Linked DNA regions of Mus musculus: all the other regions are linked to region 1. A link is a contact called in public promoter capture Hi-C data. All regions are on one chromosome and are shown on one strand. Each heading gives the region's core, a stretch centred on a gene start, on an enhancer-like site or on the middle of the called end of the contact. The rest is flanking DNA. Distances are from core to core; before and after follow the strand shown. Region 1 holds the start of Tmem208 (transmembrane protein 208). Region 2 holds the start of Zfp90 (zinc finger protein 90). Region 3 holds the start of Nip7 (NIP7, nucleolar pre-rRNA processing protein). Region 4 holds the start of Tango6 (transport and golgi organization 6).

Evidence for each region. Promoter capture Hi-C pulls out the DNA fragments that hold promoters and counts their contacts.
Region 2: a contact with region 1 is called in a promoter capture Hi-C map of pre-B cells, with 3 times the contacts expected there. The contact joins the promoter of Zfp90 here to the promoter of Tmem208 in region 1. A contact is called at or near these places in 2 of 39 promoter capture datasets (liver and pre-B cells).
Region 3: a contact with region 1 is called in a promoter capture Hi-C map of pre-B cells, with 7 times the contacts expected there. The contact joins the promoter of Nip7 here to the promoter of Tmem208 in region 1. A contact is called at or near these places in 4 of 39 promoter capture datasets (hippocampal neurons, liver and pre-B cells) and 1 of 9 other capture datasets (adipose tissue).
Region 4: a promoter capture Hi-C map of pre-B cells shows a contact between it and region 1, with 3 times the contacts expected there. The contact joins the promoter of Tango6 here to the promoter of Tmem208 in region 1. A contact is called at or near these places in 2 of 39 promoter capture datasets (liver and pre-B cells).

Annotation. Positions count from the first base shown.
Region 1 is chr8:105,324,950-105,327,649 of GRCm38.p6, forward strand. Tmem208 (transmembrane protein 208) reads left to right here and starts at 1,428. Exons shown (of 6, transcript NM_025486.3): 1 at 1,428-1,525; 2 at 2,102-2,197. The coding sequence starts at 1,520. Lrrc29 (leucine rich repeat containing 29) reads right to left here and starts at 1,319. Exons shown (of 7, transcript NM_001368408.1): 1 at 1,278-1,319. The coding sequence starts at 1,301.
Region 2 is chr8:106,413,899-106,416,598 of GRCm38.p6, forward strand. It overlaps Zfp90 (zinc finger protein 90), which reads left to right and starts at 1,429. Exons shown (of 4, transcript NM_011764.4): 1 at 1,429-1,872. The coding sequence starts at 1,840.
Region 3 is chr8:107,055,540-107,058,239 of GRCm38.p6, forward strand. Nip7 (NIP7, nucleolar pre-rRNA processing protein) reads left to right here and starts at 1,338. Exons shown (of 5, transcript NM_025391.2): 1 at 1,338-1,451; 2 at 1,554-1,640; 3 at 1,734-1,872; 4 at 2,508-2,648. The coding sequence starts at 1,396. Cog8 (component of oligomeric golgi complex 8) reads right to left here and starts at 1,198. Exons shown (of 5, transcript NM_139229.4): 1 at 722-1,198. The coding sequence starts at 1,116.
Region 4 is chr8:106,681,693-106,684,392 of GRCm38.p6, forward strand. Tango6 (transport and golgi organization 6) reads left to right here and starts at 1,376. Exons shown (of 18, transcript NM_173037.1): 1 at 1,376-1,563. The coding sequence starts at 1,461.

The DNA of each region.
Region 1 (2,700 bases), core at 178-2,677:
CCTCACTACCAACACAGCATCTCTTTTCCCGTATGTGGGGCTCTTTCTGCAAAGTCCTTCTACAGTGACTTCACTAGCCCCGCTGTGTTTTCTCCTTTCTTCTCAGATGCTAAGTACATACGCAGTACTCACCCAGTATTTACTGGACTAAAGATAGTCCTTTGCCTCTACTTTCACCAAAGGTTTGCTCAGGGAAGGGGTGGGGGATAAAGGAGATTACTATTCAGAGGAAAATGACTAGGACCAGAGAGGAGAGACATGAGGAAGAGTATGGATGGGACTGGGATGACTAAGCCCCCATCCCTAGGGGGCTAAGAGGGAAGACTGGACTAAGAGAGTGGCTGACCTATCTTCTGAATGATCAACCCTGGGAGCCATGCTAAAGGACAACATGTCTTAATGGAAAGGATCATACATAATTCATTATCCTGAGAAATGCCTTTCTAGCACTAGAGGAGTAGAGATAGGGGTGGAGTGGTCATCCCATGAGAGCACCCCAAAAGATTACTACTACTGGTAACCCATGGGGTTTACAGGGATGAATAGATACCTTCTGGGGCCAAAAGGGAATAGGATGTCACGACTCAAGGGAAAAGGCCTGACTTCCTAGGGCAACGAGAGGGGGTTGCCAACCCTCAGGGCAAAATGGATAGAGAAGCCATTTCAAAAAAGGTGCAAGACACAAAGCCTGCATCTGTATCTCCTTGCCCCTGGCTAAAGGAACAAACACCCCATGGGGTTGAATAATACAGGGGCAGCCATCACTAGGGGTCTAGAATGAGGAGCAGGCTTGTCTTACATTAAGGACATTGGGTATGGTCCCCAGAACTAGGGGGCGGGAGCAGTCTATTTCCAACTGCGAGGACGGTGGGGGAGGGGTGGAGGAAATGGAACGACCATTCCAAGGGGCCAATGGGGATAAAATTGATTACCCTTCAGGGACGGTGGAGCGGACATCTTCTAGAACTGAGGGGGAGGGAACGGCCATCTCAAGGGAAAGGGATGGGCAGTGAGTCCGTCCTCATTGAGGTGACAGAGCAGCCATCTTCTGGGGCCAATGGGTAAAGAGGGAATGGTATCCCAACCGAAGGGGTCGAAGTGGCCCCAAAGAGGACCGTTACCCAGAGTTTTCAGGTCGTGGGATCCGCCGGGCGGCTCGTTTCCGCCTGGCGGGAGGTGCCGGGCGAGCTGTCAGATAGCCTTTCCCCAAAGCTCGGGACCCCGAAGGCGGGGCCTGTCCCCGACCAAGGCCTGAAGGACCGCTCGCTTCCTCTCACCTCCAGAGGCAGCGAGTCCGCCATCGCAGTTCTGCCGTCTCCGCCCCCACGCAAGGTTTTCTGGGAAGTGTAGTCCCACCGACTCAGGGGGCGGGGCTTCGGAAGGAAATGAAATCCACTTCCGCCCAGGAGCGAACGATTGCGCTCTTTACCGGAAGTGCATGTGCTGCCGATGTGGTGTCTACTGACTGCAGTTCCAGTTACTCGCCCTTGTTTCAGTGGCTGGGTGTCTGCTGCGCACCATGGCGGTAAGGGACAAGGCGTGGTCTGCACCGGCAAAGCTTTCCCGATGTTGGGAAAGTAAAAACAGAAGGGCTCGAAGGCATAAGGCACTGGGCCAGAGAGGGGCGCCACCCAATGGACTGTGCTAGACCGAACGGGATGCGGGGAGAGTGGCCGTGCAGGACTACACCAGGACTAGTGTTGGAGGCTAGGGCGGGCGCGGGCGAGGGTAGTTGCCAGTTCCAGATCTAAACCACTACCCCAGAGGGACGCCATTAAGTTCCGCTGGAGTTTTCCCGGAGAGGATCTCAACCCAAAGCTGAACCTTACGAGGAAAGCCAAAGAAGATACTAACGTAATTTGAATTGTTTTGGGGTGAGCATTAGGCGATCATAACTGGGGGTACAGTAAAGTCGGTGTCCTAACTATATTAGGAAGATGGACTAGAGGAGTGGTCGGTATCTCAGGGATTGCTAGGGTTGACAAAGCACGCTAAGGACTTGGCTGCGGGGTAGATAAAGCTGCAGGTAACCAGGCTGGTACAGGGAGTGAGGAGGACTGAGGCAAAACAGCTCTGACAGCATCTCACCAACCCTCCGCAGCCCAAAGGAAAAGTGGGTACCAGAGGGAAGAAACAGATATTTGAAGAGAACAAAGAAACTCTCAAGTTTTACCTTCGGATCATACTGGGAGCCAACGTAAGTTGCTTGCCTTGTGCTTTCTCTGCCCTCTCATTCCTATCTGATTAGGAGCGCTGGCAAATGACAGCCAAGGCTCCAAAAGAGAACGTTGTAAAGAAATGAAGCCAGGCAGACACCAGCCTGTAATCCCTGCACCAGGGAGGCTCAGGCAGAAAGATGGGCGGTTTGAAGTTAGCTTTGAGTAACAAAGAAATCCTATCTCAAAAAAAAAAATTAAAAATAAAAATAAAAAGGGGTGATGGGGTTAATAAGTGAAGCTGGCCATAGTGGCATATAACTGTATTTCTAGCTATTTGGAAGACTGAGGTCAGAGTGTTGAGTGGTAACCAGAGCCCCACAGAAAGACTGAAGTCTCATTCGAGAGAGTGAGAGCAGGTGTAGCGCCGTGGTGGAGCCCTTGGCTAGGCTCTGCCAGCATCGCCAGCAAACACTGCCCTCCTCCCCCCAAAGTATCCAGGGACTGAGTGGTCAGAGCACTTGTCGCTCTTACAGAGGACCTC
Region 2 (2,700 bases), core at 179-2,678, 1.1 Mb after region 1:
TGGCTGCCAGCGCTGGGGAACGAGCTGTAGTGCCTGGTGCCGAGCCTTACCCTAGCCTGTGTTTTGTGCTTCTTACTGAAAGTTCTGCCTTAGGAATCCTTCTAGGGTCTCTTAAACTTCTGTTTTGTGCGTATCTGTCTGCTACTGTTGTCTAGTGTGGAAAGTATTTGCAGAGTTTCCAAGGGGTTTGTTGTTATTTATACTTTCTCCGCCCCCGCATCCCAGCAAAAATCCACAGAACACTGTGATAAAAAGACAAATAGTAACAGGTGTGGGTAGGAATGTTGAAATCTATATGCTGTTAGTTTAAAAAAAAAAAAGATGGAAGTGATACAGCCTCTTTAGAAAACATTCACAGTTCCTTCAAATGCTAAACATGGTGCTACCAAATCTCTATAATTCAACTTCTCTGTATCTACCCCAGATCAATGAAACTGCACCCCCATAAACGTGTGTACACACATATCCTCTGTAATGTTGCTTTGAAGATAAAAGCATAAAATCTCACAGTGTGAACAACGCAGACGCTACCAACTGATGAATGAATGTGGTACACTCGGGCAATCAGATCTTTCATTCAGCATTAAAAAAGAATGGGATAGAGACTCCTGTGATGTGAATGAACTCAGAACCACTGTAATAACTGAAAGAAGCCAATCATAAAACTTCATATTGCCTGATCTTATGAGATACCCAGAAGAGACAGATTTGTCACAAAGACAGCACAGGTCAGTGGTTGCCCGGGATCGAGAGGAGGTGGGTTAGGACGAGGGGACGGTTATTAATGTACATGATTTTTTTTCTTTTGTGGCTAATTAAAATGTTCAAAGAGGAGACTACAACGATGGTTGTGCAACTCTTTTTATGTACTAAAGTCTATTGAATTATACACTTTAGTCATTCGTGCATGCATTGTTTATTTATTTTGGCTTGTAAGACCAGGTCTCTTGTAGCCCAGGCTGGTCTTGAACCACAGTTTAGGATAACCTTGAACTCCCGATCCTTAGCCACTTGTGTGCTAAGAGAATTGAGAATTGAGTCTACAGAGTGAGTTTCTGGACATCCTGAGCTACACAGAGGGAGAAAGAGGGAGGGGGGAGGGAAAGGGAACGGGATGGGAGGTGGAGGAGAAGGAGAAAAGAAAAGAAGGAGCGGTGAGAATTTCTAGAAGCTCCAACACACACACACACACACACACACACACACACACACACACACACACACACACGACAAAAACTTTGAACCTTTCCAGCAGCTCCAGAAAACACACATACCAAAGAAAAACTTTGAACCTAACCTGCCCGCCTTCTTGTGCTCTTACTGCAGCCCCCCACTAGGAGGCAGGACCTCTGCAGGGCGGGCACGCGAGGATAGCTGGGAATCGTAGTTTCTGCACCCGTGGATGGGCAGGCGCGAGGATCATTGTGCGCAGTCGCACTCGTGGCTCTGCGCCCGCCGCTGTGGCCATTGTCCGACCCTGTTGTTGCAGAGCAGTACTGCCGGGAACAAGAAACTGCAGCGGGCGCTAGAGGGGCGGACCTGAGGTCGCGGATTCCGAAGCCCCGGAGGCAGATTCCGAGTGCAGTGGGTAGGAGGCTGTCCTCCGGGCCTCGCCGACCATCCTGCGGACGGACTGGGCGTGGCCGGAGGAACTGTCCCGAAGCTGTGGGGCCTTTCATTTGGCCTTGGGAAGAGCAGCAGGAGAAGGCGGGGCTCCTCCCCACGTTTCGGCCGAAGTGGCTGCAGAGCTGAAGGGGTGGGGCCTCGGGGTAGCCCGGTGAGTGGATCCTGTCCTCTCTCCTCAGCCCTGGACCATAGCCAGCACACACTGAGGCAGGAATGGCCCCGAGACCTCCGACGGCCAAGCCCCAGGTGAGCCGAGCCTTCCCCCACCGCCCGGAGCATCCCACCCTGAGAGGCCCCCGGAGTCTGTATGGAACAGTTATTGGTATAGGTATAGAGAGTCTTAGTTTGGATCGCTTTGAGTCTCCTCCTCTGGAGAAAACCCCTCCCAAAGTGCCCAGCCCTGGGCAGAGCAGGATTTCTGAAAGGATGGAGTTAAAGAGGAGACTAGGGAAGTGCGATCTTGTGAGAGGAAGTGTTCTGGGGGTGTCAGCACTGAGACTTTATTGCAGTGTGCACTTCTTAGAACTCTTCAGTGAGGAATGGAGGATAGAGGGACAAAATAGAAAAGCCCCCTGCTTCCCATCCAAAGGCCATAAAGAGATAGTAGGGGGGCAGAAGAGACCTATTAGAATAAGAGGCCGGTGAAGGTTGGGCGCTGAGTCGGAGACCACCATTACAGCCAAACCTGGTCAGACAAGCTCCAGCTTTTCTTGCCCCCCCCCCCGCCCCACTCGTTTTATTTTCCTTTCTTTCTTTCCCCATTAACAAATGTATAATAGTGCGCACCCTCCATAGCCCCGGCTTCAGGTTAATTAGTAAGAGACAGATTTATCAACCCACTTTTTAGTTGTAGCAAAAGGGGCATTTTCTGGACATAAGCTCTGAGGCTGTCCGTTTTACTTTGATGAGAACATAATCTGAACTCTCTTTGGAGTTGAAGGTAAGAACTAGGACTATAGCTCAGTGGTAGATCACTTGCCTAGTATGTGTGAGGTCCTAGGTTCAATTCCCAGCACCTCCTGGAAAATGATAAGGATGGGCTGGAGAGATGGCGCTCCAGTTAAGAGCACACAC
Region 3 (2,700 bases), core at 88-2,587, 1.7 Mb after region 1:
AAATGTAACATAGCTTAAAAAGGAAATGCTTTTTGACAACCTACAATGACAAATAGGATCTGTCAGCTTCCTATCGATGGACATTTTGAAGCTGAGCACCTCCAGCCCACATTTATATAGGGTTAACTATGTCAGGCTCAATGAACTGCCTTGCATAATTTTATTTATTTATTTATTTTTGGTTTTTCGAGACAAGGTTTCTCTGCATAGCTCTGGCTGTCCTGGAACTCACTCTGTAGACCAGGCTGGCCTTGAACTCAGAAACCCGCCTGCCTCTGCCTCCCAAGTGCTGGGATTAAAGGCGTGCGCCACCACCGCCCGGATGCATACATTTTTTAGTTTGTTTGAATGTCTCATGTAGCTCAGGCTGTCCATGAATTCAATACTCAGACTAGGATGATGACTCTGTGACTCGAATACTGGGATCACAAGTGTCAATAAGACTGGCTGAATGTTTATTATTTAAACAACAGCCTATGAGGGAGTAGTGGACTCCTAGCTTCCAATTCTTGGAAACTTACTAGCTGTGTTCTTGGACAAGTCACTTCACTTCGACTTCCTCGTCTGTAAAATAATGACGCTACCTACCTAGATGGCTGCTGTGAAGTTTAAGTGGATTAACAAGGCAATCAGGAGAGAGCCCTGTACACTACGCTTGGGTCATGACGATAGCGTCCTGGCAGATACAATGACGCGCCCGTCCCCATCAGGCCAGCCGCACCTGCAGCTCTGCTGGAAGCGGGGCAGACGGTCGAGCAGGCGCCCGAGGGACGCCTCCACGTCGCCGAAGAGCCGGTGGATGCGCTCGGTGCACTCGGCCCCGCGAATGAACGTCTTGTAGTTGGCGAAAGCCAGGTCGCGCGTCTGCTGCAGCCGCTGGGCCCGCTCTTCCGCCAAGCGCTCGGGTTCGCGCCGCAGCCGGTCCAGCCCGGAGCCGCTCAGCTCCCGGAGGTAGCGGCCCACGTCGGGCTTCTCACGCCACTGAGCTTCGGGGAAGCGGTCCCGGAATAGCGACGCCAGGAGGCCCTCATCTTCCACCTCCCCCAGCGCGACGGCCGTGGCTGTCGTCGTGGCCGAAGCGGTCGTGGAGGGCTGGAGAGGGAGAGCGGCCGCCATCTCTCAAGCACGGTACCGTCACTTCCTCTTCAGAGCCGGTTTCGCTCCTGGGAAACGGAAACGATTGGGGGAAACATTTCCCGTCTCTATGGTTTCTCATCTAGCCGGCTTTCGGTCCCCGGAAGTCCGCCACGGTAGGCGGCGGCTGCGCAAAGATCACGGAGAATTAGGCTAGAGAGACACGCGTTCGTGGACCCCAGGAAGTGGGCGGGTGGGAAAGTGACTTCCGCTTCCGGCTCTCCAGGCACGAGGATTCCCGGGAGCCAAGCAAGCGGCAAGATGAGGCCCTTGACTGAAGAAGAGACCCGGGTCATGTTTGAGAAGATCGCGAAGTAGTAAGAACTGGAGAGGCGGATGAGGGACGGGCGTGCGGGGAGTGGGGATGCGGCTCCGGGGCGGGACGGTCCCGGCTCAGACGCTGGTCTTGTTGCCCTCAGCATCGGAGAGAACCTTCAACTCCTAGTGGACAGACCCGACGGCACGTACTGTTTCCGGCTGCACAACGACCGAGTGTACTATGTGAGGTGAGGTGGGGCGTGCTGCCCACTGCGTGGCGGGCTGGAGGCGTGCATCCATCCCTGGTCGTCACCGGGTACCTTCCTCCCGCGCCCCTGTAGTGAGATGATGCTGAAGCTGGCCGCCAACATCTCCGGAGACAAGCTCGTGTCGCTGGGGACGTGTTTTGGGAAGTTTACCAAGACCCACAAGTTCCGCTTGCACGTGACAGCTCTGGATTACCTGGCCCCCTATGCCAAGGTACGTTGTGGGGGCCTGGTCTCCAGGTTGCCATCCGGGATGAAGTCCCGGGTGACGGCGGCCAGGTCAGAGCACAGATTCTTTCCAACGAGTTTCTGGACAGCGTCAGCCTAAGAAGTTGTTTGTCGATATTGCTGCTTGGACACGTTTAGGAAGGGTTATGGCCATGGAGCTGCATAGCCTAGTTGTCTACAGGAAAACAGGCCTCCACCGTGTCAGCTGGATCTCAGAAAGCAGAGACGAAGACACAAGTGCCAGTGGTGAGGGTGATCCTAGGGTCCAAGGGGAAAAAAAAAGGAAATTGCTGATTATGTGAGCATTTCGATGTAAGGTTGAATTTCGATGTTAGGTTGAGGAAGGAACTCCATGGTGAAAGATCAAAAATTGGGGTATCCCAGCACTTGGGAGGCAGAGACAGGCGGACTTCTGAGTTCGAGGACAGCCAGGGCTACACAGAGAAACACTGTCTCAAAAAAAAACAAAAAACCCACAAACAAACAAAAACAAAAAAGTGGGGGGGGGGTCCAAACAACTTAAAGGTTCCCCACCTCTCCTTAAACTCGGAAGCAGCTGCTAATCCGCATTTAGGGATATAGCCCAACATCCTTGTGTCTTGGCTTTTAACTCTCTTTCAGTATAAAGTGTGGGTAAAGCCGGGAGCAGAGCAGTCCTTCTTGTATGGAAACCATGTGTTGAAATCCGGTCTGGGTCGAATTACTGAGAACACATCTCAGTACCAGGGAGTGGTTGTCTATTCCATGGCGGACATTCCTCTGGTGAGTAGCCACGGTAGCCATCCATCACGGCAAATGCCAGGTACCCACTGGA
Region 4 (2,700 bases), core at 126-2,625, 1.4 Mb after region 1:
GGTCTCCCCTCGAGGGTCTTTCACCATCACCCAACAAAACCAAGATATTCCAATGGGGCTGTCTGTAGCTAACACATTCACAGATACAGGATATGTGTGTGTGCGTATTTATCTTTAGATTAAAGAATTATTTATTTTACAGTTATGAGTATTTTGCCTGTACGTGTGTCTGTGCCCCACATGAGTGGCTGGTCATCTTGGAAGCCAGAAGAGGGCATTGGATCCCCTAGAATTGGAGTTATACATGGCTGTGAGCCACCTTGTAGGCGATGGGAATTAAACCTGGGTCCTCTACAAGAACAACACCACGGATCCATCTCTCTATCCCAGTGTGTATTTACTTTTAAATGTCAGAAAAAGGAATCAGTAATACAAAGTTGAATATTTTTTGTTACTGTTACTTTTGGGGAGAAAGTTATGAACTTGTCTTGCCACGTCAGCTTCCCTGAACGCTGGTGTCATTGGTGTGAGCTTCTCTTTCAGGGTCTATGTACATCTGTGAACTTTATTTATTGTGTTTCTTTCAGTACTTGAAAATTTACATACTAAAATGTGTATTATTTTTACGAGAAACTATTTCTGTTCCCTCCCCCACCCCCTGGGTTGAAGTACTGAGGACCAAACTCATGGTTGTGTGCTAGAGTGTTATTACTGGATAACATTTCCAATCCTTCATAGCTTTTAGACGGTCTCACTAAGCTGCCTTCACTGGTTTTGAACACGTGATTCTCTATAGCTGAGATTTAGAAGCATGGGCCACCATGCAAGACTACTTGTGTTTTTTTTCTTTTTGTTTTTGAGTCAGGGTCTCTCAGAGTTCCTGGTTGGCCTTGAGCTTACTATGTATGTAGACCAGGCTGACCTTTGGTTCTAAGTACTAGACTTAAAGATACATGTCACCACATTGGTCTTTTATTTTACCTTTTCAATTATATTTTCTTTCTTTTTTTTTTTTTTTTAAAGATTTTATTTATTTATTATATGTAAGTACACTGTAGCTGTTTTCAGACACACCAGAAGAGGGCGTCAGATCTCGTTACGGATGGTTGTGAGCCACCATGTGGTTGCTGGGATTTGAACTCTGGACCTTTTGAAGAGTAGTCGGGTGCTCTTACCCACTGAGCCATCTCACCAGCCCCCTATATTTTCTTTTAAAAAATATTTTGTAAGTTATGCTTGTGCATGCGTGTGTATGCGCATGAGTTGCTGGACCTGAGTTTGCAGGCTGGTGTCTGATAGGGATGCTGGGAATTGAACTGGGGCGCTCTGGGAGAACACAAGAAACTGTATCTTGTTTTTTTTTTTTTTCCCGGAGAAGGGGCGTTCCAGACAGAGTAGGCCCCGCCCCAGGTCTTGGGCCCCGCCCTCCAGCAGAGGACACGCCTCCGCCACATTCAAAATGGCGGCCGCGCTGGCCCACTTGGGTGTTTGAGCACGTCGCAGGTCGCTCCACTCCAATCATGGCGGCCTCCGGACCGGCGGCGGCTGCGCCGAGTGGCGTTCTGGTGACATGTGGTCTGGAGCAGGTTCTGGAAGCGCTGAAGTTGCTGCTGAGCCCGGGAGGTGAGAGGACGAGTCTCGGCGCGGGGCTGGACCTGAGGCTCGCGGGGTCGCGGGTCACCCAGGCTCGCCCTGGCTGCTACCGCATGTTTCCCGCAGGCCCTCCCGGCATCTCCATCCCCACTCCCGGGAGCGCTTGGGCTCTGTGCAGTCTCACTTAAAACTTAAACTGAAGCTCCAGGAAAGGGCCTGCAGTCCGCTGACCGCTGATGCCGGCCGAGGTCCGTTGGGCGCCTCGCTGAGCAGCGGCTTCGGTCCACTGTTTGCTCCAGCACAGCCCTGACACAGGGACTGGAGACGCCTTCACACAGGTGTAATGTGATGTCCCAACCGCTTGAGGGCTCCGAGCCTGGTGTGCACGCTTGAGATTTGTACAAAATGCCAAGTGACCAGAGATGCCCAGCAGGGACGTTTTTTGGCTGAATTTGAGGAAGATTTTTAAGGGTTTCTGTTTTGGTATCAGAGGTGCACAGTCACCTTTAATCACTTGTTGAGTTAACTTCCCAGTTTAGTATTTGAAGAGACCTTGGGAATAGTGAGACCTTGCATTCTCACTGTTGAGTCCCAATTTGTGGTGGTTTGAACTGCCTCTGCCTCCCCAGTGCTGGGATTAAAGGCAAGCATGACCATTCACACCTCCTGCCCCTTTCTTTCTTTAGACAGGGTATCACTGTATAGTTAAGGTTTGTCCTGGAACTCACACCTCAAATCAGGTGGTTATATTAGAGGGATGTCCATGGACCTAGAACTCAGTTCTGCCTGATCTCCTTGTCAGACTAAGGCAGATTATTCAGAATAGAACTTCTGATGGCATCTGGAAACGTAGAAGGGTGTAAGAAAATAGGATCCTAATTATAAGCACAGCATGTCTGGGTGCGTGTAGAATTATCAAGGTAAAGGCAACGTGTGTGATTACAAGGTGAACACTCTCGGTCTTAAATGTCGACCCCCAAACTACAGCTGCAAACATTACAGAGTACTTAGTGGGACGTGAAAAGCAATTAGTAGTAGATGATTGCCTACTAAGCGCCAGTCCCTATAGTCCATTTACTTGTAGATCATTTAGTCCTCACAGCAGTCTCCTAAGTATTAATAGGCATTAATTTTTGCAGAGGAACATACATGTACATTGGAAATTGC